Regions from separate parts of the Mus musculus genome. Here region 1 is linked to region 2. The links are chromatin contacts, called in public HiChIP or PLAC-seq maps. All regions are on one chromosome and are shown on one strand. The core of a region is the stretch at or near the end of the contact, and the rest is flanking DNA. Distances in the headings are between cores, read along the strand shown. Region 1 holds the start of Sfn (stratifin). Region 2 holds the start of Lin28a (lin-28 homolog A (C. elegans)).

Region 1 (7,064 bases), core at 3,878-6,377, 420 kb before region 2:
CACTAACCTCAACCATCCTTTAAATTTTTAGTTTTCCTTTTTTAAAAACAATTTGTGTGTGATATATGTGTGTTTGTGCATATACCGCATCCCCACATGCCCTTGACTGAAGGCTCTTGATCACATTCAGAGCTTGCTCTTGGGAAGCCCCACCATTGCCTTCCTGTGCTGGAATTACAGCAGGCCACTGTGTCCACTCAACATTCACACTGGTTTCTGGGGATCCAAGCTCCTGTCCTACTTAGACATCTCCCTAGCCCTTATATTTTATTCTGAGACTATGCCTCAACAACTTGCCTCACCTGACCTCACATTCCCAGACACTTGGGACCATTGGTTGGCGCTACAGTTCCTGGCTCAAATATCTTGTTTTCTGGTGTTCTGTTTTGAACTTAGGGATTAGTGCATGGTGGGCAAGCTCTCTACCACTGAGCTACACAGCCCTAAGACAGACAGTAAAAACCAAGATGGAGGGGCTGGAGAGATGGCTCCAAAGCCTACCAGAGGACATAGGTTCAACTTCCAGAACCCACATGTGTCTCACAATTGTCTGCAACTCCAGTTTCAGGGGATCTGATTCCCTCACACAGACAGACAAGATATGCAGGCAAAACACCAATGCATGTAAAATTAAAAAAAAAAAAACTTAAAAAATAAACCTGAAATATAATTGACTTTTCCTAAAATTCACCCCTTTACAGTGGTCAAGTTCTATGATTACCACAAAGCAATTTAAATATCCATACTACTTAAAACTAGAACACTTCATTACCTCCAAAGACATTGTACCCATTAGTGGACATGAAGATTTTAAATAATTATTTGTGTGTATGTGTGTGTGTGTGTTGCCCACAGATCCCAAAAGTTCCCCTAGAGCTGGAATTACAGTGAACCTGAGGGTATGATATGAGGCCACGACCCTGGAAGAGAGGCAAGTACTTAACTACTGAGCTAGCTGGCAGCCTGGTTGGAAAAAGGTCCTGGTGAGTTCACTACATAGACCAGGCTGGCTTTGAACACACAGAGATCAACCTTGACCTCCTGTATGTGAACCAAGCCCAGCTAGACTGAAAGATTTGTTTTGTTTTTTTGTTTTCAAAACAGGGATCGTCTGTTTGTTTGTTTTCGTTGTCCTGGATATCCTGGAAAGGCAGACACCACCACCTCCAGCTTGATTTTAAATATCAAATCTAGACCAAGAAAAAATGGCCATAATTTAAAACTTTTTAAAATTGATTTTGATGTGAATGGGTGGTTTATCTCCATCTGTGCCTGTGTACCACCTGGGTAATACACTGGTGTCCATGAAGGTCAGTAAAGGGCATCAGATCCCCCTGGACTGGAGTTGCAGACAGAAGTTGGCTACTGTGTGGGTGCTGGGAACCAAACTCAGCCAGTGCTTTAACTGCCAAGCCAGCTCTCCACCCCATAATTTTTTTTAACCACCTCGTAGACCAAAAGGTCTGAGACCACTTTGGTACAAACCTACAGCCTTAGCCAGCTGTGATCCGGTGCTAATACACAGCCGGCTTCATGACCTGCCGCTGAGGGCCTCTCCCCTTGATTACCCTTAAGGCCAGCACAGTACCTTAGGACAGCTCCCATCCTCTCATACATGGTCTGGAGCCAACACACAGCAGGCAGACGCTGGCTGAGAGACACAGAAGTTCCTTTCCCAGGACCTACCCCATTAAGAGAAAGTCACCAGACCAGTCTAGTGGAAAGAAACCGGGTCACCTCCTGAGCTGAGGGGAGTTGCCTGCCCTAGTCCAGACTCTTGTGTGACTTTGGAACCTTGAAACCCAACACATCACCAGGAAGTGAAAAAACAGGACCCTGAATGCTCCAAAGAGGCCCAGTAACTTCTCTGAAGAATTATGGGCGGTAACAAGAGCAGAGTACTATGGGTGTGGCCAAACGTGGACTCTGGAGAACCCAGTAAATTTGACCTGAGTTCCCTTAATCCTTCCAGAAAGTTCTCTTGCTGCCAAGCTAGGCAGCCTTCTTAGGTGAGCACCCAGGTCAACTTTGACAGTGACTGAGCCTGAGGCTTGCTTATTCGGATTTGGGTTCAGAAATACTAGATAAATCCCAGATGGATTGACACTGGTTGGAATTAGTAACATTTTGAAGGTTTCACTCCCAACTCCCACCCAGTCTTGTCCTTCGTTTACTTAATCACTTTGTTTTTTATTTTTAGGCACGGGGGACCTGTCCTTGGACATTAGATAAACTGAGCCACACCCTAGCTCCCGGGAAGGGTCCACCCTGCCTCAGAGTGCTCAGGTTAAAGGCATCCGCCACCCTTCCGGGCCTAGGAAGCAACTTATTCAAAGGAGGACCCAAAAGTTGAGAGCCTCAAGCAAGGAGGCTGAAACCTTGCACCTTAGTAGAACCCCGCTTTTTACTTTTTCTAACTGTGGAACCTTTAGCGATGCAGAAGAGAAACTGAGGTCCTGGGAGGTGCTATGATTTTTTCCGGACTACAAATCAAGTCAGGGATACAACCCAAGCCTGCTGGCGACCAGCGCAGGTCTGCCTCCGAAGCTCGGGAGACGAGCATTTTGGCCTTTTTCCAGCCGATTTCAGCCGGCAGCCTGGTCCAGACATGGCCAGGTGAGTGGATGACTCAAAGGGCGGAGACTAAGTTTTGCGCGCGGCCCCGCCCTGTCCCGCTGCTCCCGGGGGTGGGGGACGAGCTCCCGAGTCGGGCGGGTGGCAACTTGTCTGAGTGAAACCGGGAAGGCGCCGCCCCGCTGCGCTCCCCGAGCCGCAACTTCTTCGTCTTTTCCAGAAGGGTAGCGCGGCCGACGGGGCGGGAGGACTCACCCTTCGCTCTCCCATTGGTCAACCGTGTCCCGGGGACGGGCTCTGTAGAGAGTCCGTCCAGTGATTGGGCCGTGGAGACGGCGGCGGGCTGCCCCGGGCTGGTGCGTGTCGCTGCCTGCCGGGCGCGCAGGCCGTGGGCTGCTCAGCCCAGCTCCCTGCGGCTCTTCCCACCCAGCTCGCGCCCGCTCCTCTTCAGCCGATTTCTTTTTGTCCCTGGGCCTTGGGGAGCTTTCCCTTATTTGATCTGTTTTATTGGAGGCACTATGCCCCTGCCTCAGATTGCACCCCTCGGCTCAGATCTGAGCACTTGACGTGACCGTTTCCCGCTTCTTAAAGTGAGGTCCCCAGTGCCACTTGTGAAGCGTGTCTCTTAAGGCCACTGTGCCCAAACTTCCCTGACTTCGCGGCTTTCCCGCCTACAGCCCCCACTCTCCTCTGCTCTCCTGACCTGCCTCTGTGCTCACCTGGCCTGAGCCGAAGCGCTGCGGGGACTTCCTGGTGGCCTCTCACCTGAAGTCACCCTACCCAAAATTTCCAGGTCACCGACACCGACCCAAAGGCTCGTCTCACTTCCAGGTCACCCAGACAGCCCCAAGGGACAGACCTAGCTCAGAGTTTCAGAGTCCGGTTCTCTTAACTCATTTCTAATTCTACTCTCAACCCATGGCCAATAACTGAAGAAGACCGAGTGTCACAGGGCAACTTTATTGAGTGGTAGCATGGTCACACCCAGCAAACGTGTTCCCTCTCATTCACTCTCTCTCTCTCTCTCACACACACACACACAGAGTTTCCCTCTCTCTCACACACACAGCCCTTGCCACAGTCCAGTTCTCAGCCACAGGGTGGGGAGCCTCCTGGATTATTCGGATCCAGAAGCAACAGGTGCCCGAGGGAGGCTCAGGGGGAGGAAGTGGGGAGGGGGTGCAGAGAGCAGGGGTGGGATGGGTTGGGAACACCCACCAGACAGCTACACGAAGAGTGAGATTCCCTGCCCTGGTGGCTTCAGCTTGGCTGCGCCCCCTTCAAAGGAGCCTTCCAAGGTGTGGCTGAACATTCAGGGTTTGGGAAGGGCAGAGTCCCACTCCGTTTTAGTCCTCTCTGCAGGCTGGGGACTGGAGGGCAAGGCGAGCCGGGGTGGTTGTCGGCTGCTTCAGCTCTGGGGCTCCTCCGGAGCCTCACCACCCTCTTCCCCAGCACTGTCGGCTGTCCACAGCGTCAGGTTGTCTCTCAGGAGCTGCATGATGAGGGTGCTGTCCTTGTAGGAGTCCTCACTGAGGGTGTGCAGGTCGGCCATGGCCTCGTCGAAGGTGGTCTTGGCCAGCGAGATGGCCTCCTCGGGGCTGTTGGCTATCTCGTAGTGGAAGACTGAAAAGTTCAGGGCCAGGCCCAGGCGGATGGGGTTGGTAGGCGGCATCTCCTTCTTGCTGATGTCCATGGCCTCCTGGTAGGCTGACCGGGCAGAATCGATGATGCGCTTCTTGTCATCGCCAGTGGCCACCTCGGCTAGGTAGCGGTAGTAGTCACCCTTCATCTTCAGGTAGAAGACGCGGCTCTCTGCATCTCCAGCCCCTTTGATGAGGTGCGAGTCCAGCAGGCCGAGTACGGTGTCGCACACACCTCTGAGCTCGGTCTCTACCTTCTCCCGGTACTCTTTCACCTCGGGGCCCTTCTCTTCTGACCCCTCCTCGTTGCTCTTCTGCTCGATGCTGGACAGGACCCTCCAGGCCGCTCTCTGGCCGCCCACCACGTTCTTGTAAGCTACGGAAAGCAGGTTTCGCTCCTCGCAGGAGAGCTCCTCGCCCTTTTCCACGGCGCTCTTCATGAAAGCTGCCATGTCTTCATACCGTTCGGCCTGTTCAGCCAACTTGGCCTTCTGGATCAGACTGGCTCTCTCCATGACTGCGAGGATGGACAGACAGACGGGCGAACTGGCTGTCTCGAGAGTAACGCTGGGTTCTGCGGCTCCCTTGCTCTGGCTCTGCCTTTTGGCTGGGGTGGCATGGCCCTGAGAAGAGTTGGGCGTGGTCTGAGCGGGCCTGGGCCCTGCCTCCTCCTAGTCTTCGCCACACCCTTTCCGGCTCTACCTTTAAGGTAAAAGGGCTGGGACGGGAGGGGGCTGTGAGTCACCAGGACAGTCAGCAGGAGAAACCTGGCCGCAGGTCCCACCTGCAAAGGCACCTTTCGGCTCCAGACTGCCCCCTGCAGTTCAGGGCTGGCTGCATTGCAGGAGCGTCTTGGATTACCAAATCAGATTGTCTTTCAGGGTGATCTTCCAGGCTTCAGCCACCGAGCTGCTTTAGCCCAGGCAGAGCCCAGGGAGCTGGGACAGTTCAGGTGAGAACTCATGTATAGGTAGGGCTGTACAGTTTCCCCCAAACTTGCGCATCCATGATCTGATGCAACTACCCCCAACCCCCGAATTGGCTCTGTAGGACTGTAGAGGTAGAACTATCAAGTCTCAGGGGTGAACCAAACCAGTTTGAGGTCACAAGCTGCCAGCTCCCTTAAACCCCTCCCCCTCCGTGTCCCCTCTTCCTCTTGGCTCTCTTTGGGGGCCATTAGCTGAGCCGGCCTGAAGATAGCTCCATCCCTTGGTCCTTGTTCTCCCTCAAGATGCCCTATGAACACCCCAGATGCGCAGGTGGCATCTCAGGGTGCCACTTAATGAAGTGTTTAACGAGCGGCCTCTGACGCTCCAGCCCAGCCTTTGTAATTAGTCACCCAATATGTTTGTTGGACACCTTCCCCCTTACAGCACAATTTTCCCTTTCAAGTTGGTGGCCTGTTGACACTTGTCTGAGACTTTACTCTCTGGTTCTCCACATCGGGTCACCCGTCCCTTCCAAGCTGCCTGTCGTCATGTATCGGCAGGGTTCCCAGAGGGTGGGGGCCTAACTCTTTGACTGTCCCACTCCCCTGCCTGACTCAGATTACCTCTGTCAGAGGCTGGGAAGCAGGCCACCTGGGTGCTCAGTCCAGTTTGGTCCCCCAGGGGGGACGCTATCAACCTGGGGAGGAAGACAGGGCTGAGGGAAAGGAGCTGGGAATGGCACATTCCATTTTGTTTTATGGCGCAGTGTGTGATTCCAGCCCAGTATGATCCCTCACTTGGCTCCCAGAGGTTCTCAAGTCCCTTCAAGACTCTGCCTCTGACCCCTGAGAGAAGTCTCCTTGGAGATGGAGATCACTTTGTTCCCAATCTTCCATCCCTGATTGGTTGGGCCCTATTTTCAAGGCCCATGATAAGAATGGGCACTGAGGGTGTGTTCCTGCTTATGTGCCCCACCACATTCTTCAAGTTTAGATGGGACTCCGTGGTTCCTTCTAAAGAAGTTTCTTCCTAGGACCCAGCCAGTCTAACCCTTGAAGCAGGACTATTGCACAACCTTGCCTGTCTCCTCACAGTGTCTGAGCACTCGCCTTGCCTCCGGGAGAGGTGTTGTAGGCCAGAACCCTGAACAGGCTGGAATGTGCTTGGGCCACGGAGTAGGGGCTCTTGAGAGACTTCAGGGTCCTGGCTAATTTTACAGGTTCTCCCAGGAAGCAGATGGGATTTCTGTCCTGAGATCTTGCGTGCTTTGCCTAACTCATGGCACAGGCACAGAACTACAGTAAAACATCAAGTTAGGGAAGACCACGGTAGTGTACGGCTAGAGTCTGAGCATTTAAACTCACACAGGGGACATGCCAGTTGGTGACTGGCTTTGCCACAAGGGAAACATGTTACCCCCACCCTGGGGAAAAGCAGAGGCTGGGAGTGTGTCTTGGTTGGTAGAGTCCCTGCTAGTGTGTATGGAGTTTGCTCCCCAGTCCTGTATAGACAGGTGCACATCTGTAATCCTAACACTTAACAGGCAGAAGCAAGTATCTCTCTGAGTTCTAGCCCAGTCTGGTCTATATATGGACTGCCACCATGTTTGCTTTAGCAGCGGTGCCGGGGTTATACCCAGGGTTTCCAAGAACTCTACCGACTGAATATATCCTCAGCAACCCCCTCCCTGTTTTGGGGTTTGAGCTGGGTTCTATGGGATGAGGAAAGATCCTAAACTCTCCGCACCCCGTGGCCCAGCCGGGTGTCCACAGAAGAGTCGGGGTCCTCAGTCCAAACTCTTTCCTCTCCAGACTGACAAACTGTTTGGCACAGTAAGCATTGTCTCCTCCCTTTCCGTTGGGAGAATTCTCCTCAGCCTTGAAGGGCCTTCCTTGGCTCTCAGCCTGGCCTGGGCTTCCCC
Region 2 (7,511 bases), core at 4,958-7,457:
TATCGTTACAACTATCAGGTCTATTCCAGTTCGCACACACCTTTCACGTCATCTGCTTCTTTCTTTATGGGAGAATTTCCCTTGTATCCCAACCAGTTTATTAAGACCAAGACCAAGACTCGCTCTCTCCTCTTCTCTAGCACGCAGAGCCATTCCAATTCTGACAGATCCCATAATCCCATACATGTCTCTGCCCAATTCTGGGTTTTGAAACCAAAATGCATATTAAATGTTTACTTTAGACGCAGCAAGGAGCTAAACAGTCAACCCCCCCCAGCACCCCAACAAGGTTCATAAATGCCTCTGCTTAAGGAGAGAAATCTGATCAGACACCCTAATGAAGTGAGACCAGCCAAGTATATATTTGGGAGAGCCAGGGAGTGTCCCGGACAGGAGCTGGAGATAAAAATAAGCGCCCTGATCGCAGTAACGGACAAGTGTTGGGCCTATTGCCATGAGCCTGGTTTTGCTTAGCCAGCAAGATGTACCAGGAGGGCAAGTCGGATATCATTTTTTGCTCCATATATTCTTAAAATTCCTAAATAATACTTTTTAATTTCAAAGATTCAACACTGGCATCATAGTGCAGTGATAGATGCTGTCGCCGGAGCTCCCCTGCTAGAGGCCTGGCGGTTGGTATCATAAATGTCCCCAAGCTAAGGTTAACTGCCATTCACCTCTGCTCAGTGGCCCAGGCCACACGCTCCCCCGCAGCTCTCCACCAGGTGGTGCATCAGCCCACTCGAGGCTCTGAAGCAAGGGCAGCACTTGGCGTGTGCATGGACACCTCAGCTTCTCCTGGTGTTTTTCTGGATCCTTCCCCTTATGCTGGAGTTGCAAGGTTTGGGTGCTTTCTTCCCATCTCACCCTGGGCCCCTAGGAAGGACTGCAGGGTGCAAATGGGAGGGAAAAACCTCCCAGAGTTTACTCCAGAACCATAGAGAAAGCTACCCCATTGGTTTCCACGTATCTAACAGGGCAACCGTGAAATCGTGCTCAAAAGGTAGTCACAATGACACATACTTCTCCAACCTCCACCCCAGCCTTGGACCTCTACACAGACCTGTTCTTCACGCAGGTGACAGTGACAGCATCTCAAAATTAATTAATTAATTAATTAAAGATTTGATAGATGAAGTTTAACTTCTGATTAGGAATGTTTGAGCAACAGTTATGTCCTATACTCAAAACCAAGTCACTGAAAACCACTGATAGTTCGTGACAAGCAGCAATGTCACCCCACAAGGCAGAAGTTTACCATATTGAAAGCTTTGCTTGAAATGGTGGCAAAGCCTTTACCCAGGAAAAGCATGTCTCCTCAGAAAGAGGGCGCCAAATATTTCCTAATGACAAAATAACATGTGAATGAATATATATATATATAAAAATCCAAACACCCCTAAGCCATAAGCCACCTCTTCCCACTGACATAGGTAGTGTCCTGGGTTTGATTCCAAGATGAAGCCAAAGTTCTGGGGTTCAGAGTACCTCACAAATGCTCAGAGCACTCTACATGTGCCAGGCCATATCGTAGCCAGCTCAGAAGCGAGTGCCTCATTGACATACAGCCCTTCTTTGTTTCCTCTGGTGACGGCATCATCTACTGATCCTCCCAGTTCCTCAAGTCATTTTCCTTTTCCACATTCATTTAGATCAAGTGCGAACTATAAAACTACTAAGACAGTCAAGTTCTTCTCTTGAAAGGACATCCACATTGGTGGAGACAGCAGAAGACATCGAAACTAGGTGCAGTGTTGTAAGCCAGGAAGGCAAGATCCCACACCTGCCCCTCAACCCAGCTGCCCTACCCAGGCCCTCAGAGGCCATTTGTCATCCCTCAGGCATTTCTGAAGGTCCAAACCACTGGGGCTCACGAAGTTGGTTTAGTTTAATGTCTAGATCAACATCCATTTTTTGTTGTTTCCAAACCCTTTGCCATATCATTATCATGTATTCATGTGTGTGTGTGTGTATGTATGTATATGTATATATATATATATATATATATATATATATGCCAAAAAAAAACTTATTTGGCAGAAGGTGGTTGTACATAAAGTGTTAGGATGGCAGGGGGAAGTCTCAACAGCACACTAAAAAGTGCTGGCCAAGAAAGCTCCACGTGGAAGAGGTAGGTTTTATTGGAAGGGAGAGACAAGGTAGTGGCAGAAAGAGAAGATGGGAAGAGAGTGAGGGAGGGGTGTTCTCCTTATTTATATGGGGAATGACAGTAAGGCAGGTAAAGGTGGAAGGTGAGCCAAGTGGATGTTGGGAATATGGTGCCTGTTGTCTTGGCAACCAGTCTGCAGGTTGGGCTGTCACCTATGTAATGTCATAGGTTTGGGAGGTCCTGATACCACCTGTGATCTGAGCACTGGGTCTATGCAGGTACAGCATCACCGCCCAACATGTGGTATCAAAGAGCCTGCCTTAAAAAACAAAAACTTGATGTTCTGAGGAGCTGCTGAAAACCACTACAACTTTATTTCCTAATTTCTACAAATCTTGGTGGTTTAGATTTTGAACCACAGGAAACCAGAATTAAACCCAAACTTATAAGTGGTCAGGGACTTCTAACAATTTTGACAAATATCTTCCCAACTAGAAGTGATTCTGCCTCCCAAGGGACATTTGGCAAGATAGGGAGACATTTTGGTTCTCACAACTAATTAACTCCAGATTTCAAGATCTAAAGACCTTTGGCCAAATAAAATGGGTGTTAAGAGAAACCTGTGTCATAGCCCCCCTACCCTCAGCCTACACCTTACTGGGCACAGAATAAAGTATATACAAGTCAGGCTCTGGTGACACCAAAGAAAAGGGGTGTCACCCAACTACCGGTCAACTTGCCTATATATACAATTACTTGCAGGCCTGACTACACTACAGTGTAAGGTGCTGTCTCAAAAAAAAAAAAAAAAAAAATTTGAGCACAAGGACAGTGGTTAACAGGATGTTGGGAACCGTATTACCTCAATCTGGAAAGGTCTTCTTTTGATTCCCCCACCTTTCCCTGGCAAGGCAAATATCATCTTGAGACAATCTTCCCCTCCCCCACCATGCACTCCTACCCCATCCCCAGGGTCTGGCAGCTGAGGAAGTTCCCCTAAAGATTTCTTTACCCTCCCTACACTCCCCTTCCAAAGTAAACAAGTTCTAGAGATTAACCTGCATCTTCGACATTCCTCAGGAAGAGATACCTCAGCTCAACGACCAAACTTACTGTTGGGAGTGTGGACCAAGCAGGTGGTGGTAAAACAGCAGTTAAAAGTGTGTGGAGAGGTTTTCAAATATGGGCGCCAGCCAGGAACCTTCGCATGGGCCTTTAATCCCAAAATCCAGAAGGCAGAGGTAGGCAGCTCTCTTGAGTTAAAAGGCCAGCCTGGGTGACAGGGCAATTCCAAGCCAGCCACAGTTACACAGTGAGACACCTCCACCACCACCAGCCTCGTCTCAAAAACAAAACAAAACAAAAACAAAAAAACCCCAAAGAAACCAAAGTCAAAGCCCACGAACGAACGCAGGCAGGTCTCCAAGCCAGTCTGTACTGAAGGCTGCCTCCTGAGATGTCCTATAGCTTCCCAGTTGGTATGGCTCCTAAGTGAGGAGGCACAGCGTCTCCATTTGTCCCAACAGCAATGAACCTCAGATCAGAAGGTACCTATTCTCCCGGGCACCTCCCTACTTAGCCTTTGCAAGGAGTCAGGAAAGTGCTCAAGCCACCTTTACACCCCAGCCTCCAAAAATTGAAGAAGTTCCCCAAACCATCTCGAGCCCAGGAAATTTTCATCTCTGGGATCAGATAAATGGCCGAATCGGGGAGGCTTGCCCCCCGCTGAGGAGGGCCATTCAGTGCGGGTTCCTGCAATAAAGTGATTTAATAGATCTAAAGAGGCCAATTCCCTTCTGCCTCACAATTACTTCCTGTGGGTTATCATTCACATATGCAAATGAGATGGGGGGCACAAAGCCACCATCCAGAAACCAGCAGTCTGGTGATGGTGATGGGGGGGGGCGGTGCAGAAAAGTTAAAGGTACTGTTCCAGGTCCCTTAAAAAAGAAACAAAACACATATTCCAGAAGCCTAGTGACCCTAGGACACCAACAGCAAAGAGCTGGTCCTCAAATTCCATCAACCCAAATCTACTTAGTTTCCACTCCCCAACCTCTGACTGGAGGGCAGGGTTCAGCCTTCCCAGCAGCCCCCAACCAGTCCACCCAGCATCTCCTTCCCCACCCCTCCCCCTCAAGAACGCCATCCCTCAGGCTCCAACCCTTAATCCCCACATCCTCCTTTCCCCTCCCCCACAGCTCCTAAAGCTAACCTCCCTGAAGTAACCCCTCCCTGCCCGGCCCGGGTGTCAAGCTCGCAGGCCAGGGATTAGCAATTTTCTTCTTTCCTGGCCCAGCCTTAACCCACCAAATGTGGAAAAGGGCAGGAGCAGTAACTTCCTTTCCAGCGTGGAATGGTACCACTCCCCCACACACACACCCCGCCCCCGGTAGGATATTAAGAAAGGGAATGGCCGGGAAGAGGGAAACCTGAAGGCTCTACTCTCTTCCTTGTTTAGGGTTAGGAATGTTAGGGACAGCAATCAATGGCTGTCTGGGGCCATAAATGCCAAGCTGAGGAGAATAGGGCCAGAGGCCAGTCTTCCTCTACCGCCTGCCCCCTCGACACTGAATTTCACTCCCTACTGTGTAGCCCTTCTTTAACTGCGAACTTGGGATTGCCACGGCCAAGGAATGAAGGCCTGGGATCTTAAGGTCTTCCTTCCTGGCAGAACCGGGTGGACAGCTAGAGGTGCCTGCCAGCCCTGATCTGTAGCCAGACCTCTAGGGGAGCTTTTCAGCTCACACGTTGATCCTTCCGGGACCTGCCAAACCTACACTGGCTACAGGACCTGGCTTTGGGTGGCCACCTGACTTGAGGTCTGCATTGAAACGGGAAGAACCTGACGTCGCAGGTTCACGCCCGTAGGTTGGGTAGCAAATGGCTCACACTCTCTCCTCCCTATGAATTAGACTCAGACCTTTAGAACTCAGGGCGCTAACGCCCGGCTCAGGCCCTGCATGTGCTTCCCTGGTCGGCCTGCTGGCCCTCCCCCACCGGCAAGCACAATACAACCTTAGTTTCTGCCACATGGGGTCACCTCCCTGCCCCCTGCTCCCTTCCCAGGGGAAAGAGGTAATAGACACGTGGTAAGCCGGAGGGGTTCCCGGAAGGGGGCGGGGAGGGGGTGCTGGTAGTCAGCAGTGCCTCCTCGCACAACTGCAGTTACTACAAACTCAAAACTGGGGTGTCCCGAAAAATATGGGGACGCACAATGAGGGGTATTTATCTCCTCCAATCCGACAGGAGGGGCCACCAGCCAAGGCCGTACCTCGGAACTCCCAGCCTTTTTCTTTTTTTTCCCCTAGCAAAGTTCCAGAATGAGTCTCACCTGGTGCACAAAGACGTCCACCGGGGGGTCGAGCGCGACCCCAGCGCGGGCGGTCATAGACAGGAAGCCGAACCCCATGCGCACGTTGAACCACTTACAGATGCCGGCCCCGTGCAGCAGCTGCGGCTCGTCTGCCGCTCGGGCCGCGTCAGGCGGCGCCTCCTCTGGCGCCTTCTCCGCTGCCTTGGCGCAGCCACCTGGAGATAGGGAGGGCCAGGTGATCAGCTGGGGGCCAAGGGATCGCAGGCCCTCTCAGGGACCCGTCTGGGAGATCTCGGTGGTCAGCCCGCGGATAGACACCCAGGAGGAGGCAGCTACCAAGCAGCTGGTAAGAAGAAACCTGTCCTGGCTGCCTCCCCAAGCTTACACAGAGGATGCTGACGCCCCAAAAGTTTTGCTTGTCTTCCCACAACAAGTTGCCCGTGCACACGCGGAGGGACAGGCCCCTCCTCTTCTCTCCCTCCGCCCCCACGGGCTCGGTGTACAAGCCACTGGAACACCAGGGTTCCCTAGTCCAGAGATGGCCCCCAGAAGCAGGAGGCCATAGGGACTTGGGGGTCCCGCGGACAAGTCCGTGGGACACTTTCCCACCTCCCTTCTATTTAGACATTGGGCTCCCTGCACCCTAAGGTGTGCCCGCTGAATCGCAAGCTCGAACCTGCAAACTGCTGGTTGGACACCGAGCCCATGGTCGTCTGCTGAGCCCGTGGCCCCGGGCCCCAGGTCGGGCGGCTGCTGGCCCCAGAGAAGTCCGGAGGCAAAGGGGTGGTTCGGAGAAGAGGCTGCTACATCTTCCCCCGCACAATAGCGGTGGGAGGGCCCACGGCTTTTCAAAGGCTCCCAAATTCTAAAAGACAATGACCCAACCCCCCGCGGGCAGCCCCCTCCCCTCCCCTCTCTCCTTACCCCTCCCTTTCCCTCTGGCTCTGGCTTCGGCCCTCCCCCACTGCTCTGGTCTCTGACACCTCTGGGGTGTCCCTTCCCAGAACCTTGAGATTTGACACCCCCTCCACATACACACATCTGGAGATGGGGATCTTTTGCACTGGAAGTCTTCAGTACCCCAGAATTTGGGATCCTGCACTTTGAGGACTCAATGCGGGCATCCAAAGCGGACACAGGTGGGGGGGAACGGGGGGGGGGTAGTTTTATAACCACGTGACCACACACACACACACACACACACACACACACACACACACACACACACACACACACCACCCCCACCCCCCGGGCAGATAATTATACATTCCAGAGAGTTGGGGGAGGGAGGTGTGAGCCTGGTGGCGCTGTCCAATCAGAAACACAAACCACCTGTCAAGGGAGAAATGGATGAGCCCTCCCCCTCCCCCAGCCCCTCAGCGCCCCTCCCCCTCTTTCCCCTCAGGCCTCAGAGCTGACCCGGCTGCTTGGCGCTGACCTGCTCTCACCCCCCACCTCCGTGTGCTTAGATAGACCTGGAGTTCTGGACATTAGGAAGCCGGGATAGGGGTGCAAGGAAGCGGCTGGAGACCCCACCGAGCTGATCTGTCTTAACCTAGGTGCTGCCTCTCAAACTCGGCCTGTCTCTGGGTGCTACTGGATGCCTCAATCTCCAAATTTCAACAACAGTTTCTCTGGGTTTGTCCCAGTGAGAAACAAGCTCCTAGTTGATTCTGTGCAAAGAGTCCTTCGCTCCCTCCTAAGCCTACACCTAAAGTTGCTTCCAGGTACAGCTCCCTGAGAGAGCATGTGGAAACCTCGAAGAATGCCCTCTGTGGTAGCTGTGTTCTCATCGGGCCCCTGCCTGCCGCGTCCCGTCCTGTCCCATCCGTTGGTGGAAGAGAATAGATTGGTGGGTGGAGGCACTTCCTCCAAGACCCGGGACACTCTAATTCCCAGACCCTCCTGTTCTCAGTCACCATCCTAAATTGAGCTACCCTTCGGGTAGTATGACTGGTGAAAAGACTGGATAGAGAGAGGCTTCTCATTTAAAGAGGTAAACTCCCTACTAGAAGATAAAGAGGGTGGACCAGAGGGGTGGCCACTGCCCTGGTCAGAGATGGACAATGGCCCGGGGCTCAGTGC

Evidence for each region. HiChIP or PLAC-seq counts read pairs in DNA pulled down with a chosen protein or histone mark.
Region 1: a contact with region 2 is called in an H3K4me3 HiChIP or PLAC-seq map of embryonic stem cells, with 11 read pairs. The contact joins the promoter of Sfn here to the promoter of Lin28a in region 2. A contact is called at or near these places in 2 of 39 promoter capture datasets (hippocampal neurons and liver), 1 of 484 Hi-C or Micro-C datasets (embryonic stem cells), 3 of 115 datasets of contacts at active chromatin or transcription factors (astrocytes, embryonic stem cells and pancreatic cancer cells) and 2 of 9 other capture datasets (macrophages and pancreatic islet).

What each region holds. Positions count from the first base shown.
Region 1 is chr4:133,597,041-133,604,104 of GRCm38.p6, forward strand. Sfn (stratifin) reads right to left here and starts at 5,128. Exons shown (of 1, transcript NM_018754.2): 1 at 3,516-5,128. The coding sequence starts at 4,729. The coding sequence ends at 3,983.
Region 2 is chr4:134,012,609-134,020,119 of GRCm38.p6, forward strand. Lin28a (lin-28 homolog A (C. elegans)) reads right to left here and starts at 6,208. Exons shown (of 4, transcript NM_145833.1): 1 at 6,103-6,208; 2 at 5,445-5,641. The coding sequence starts at 6,133.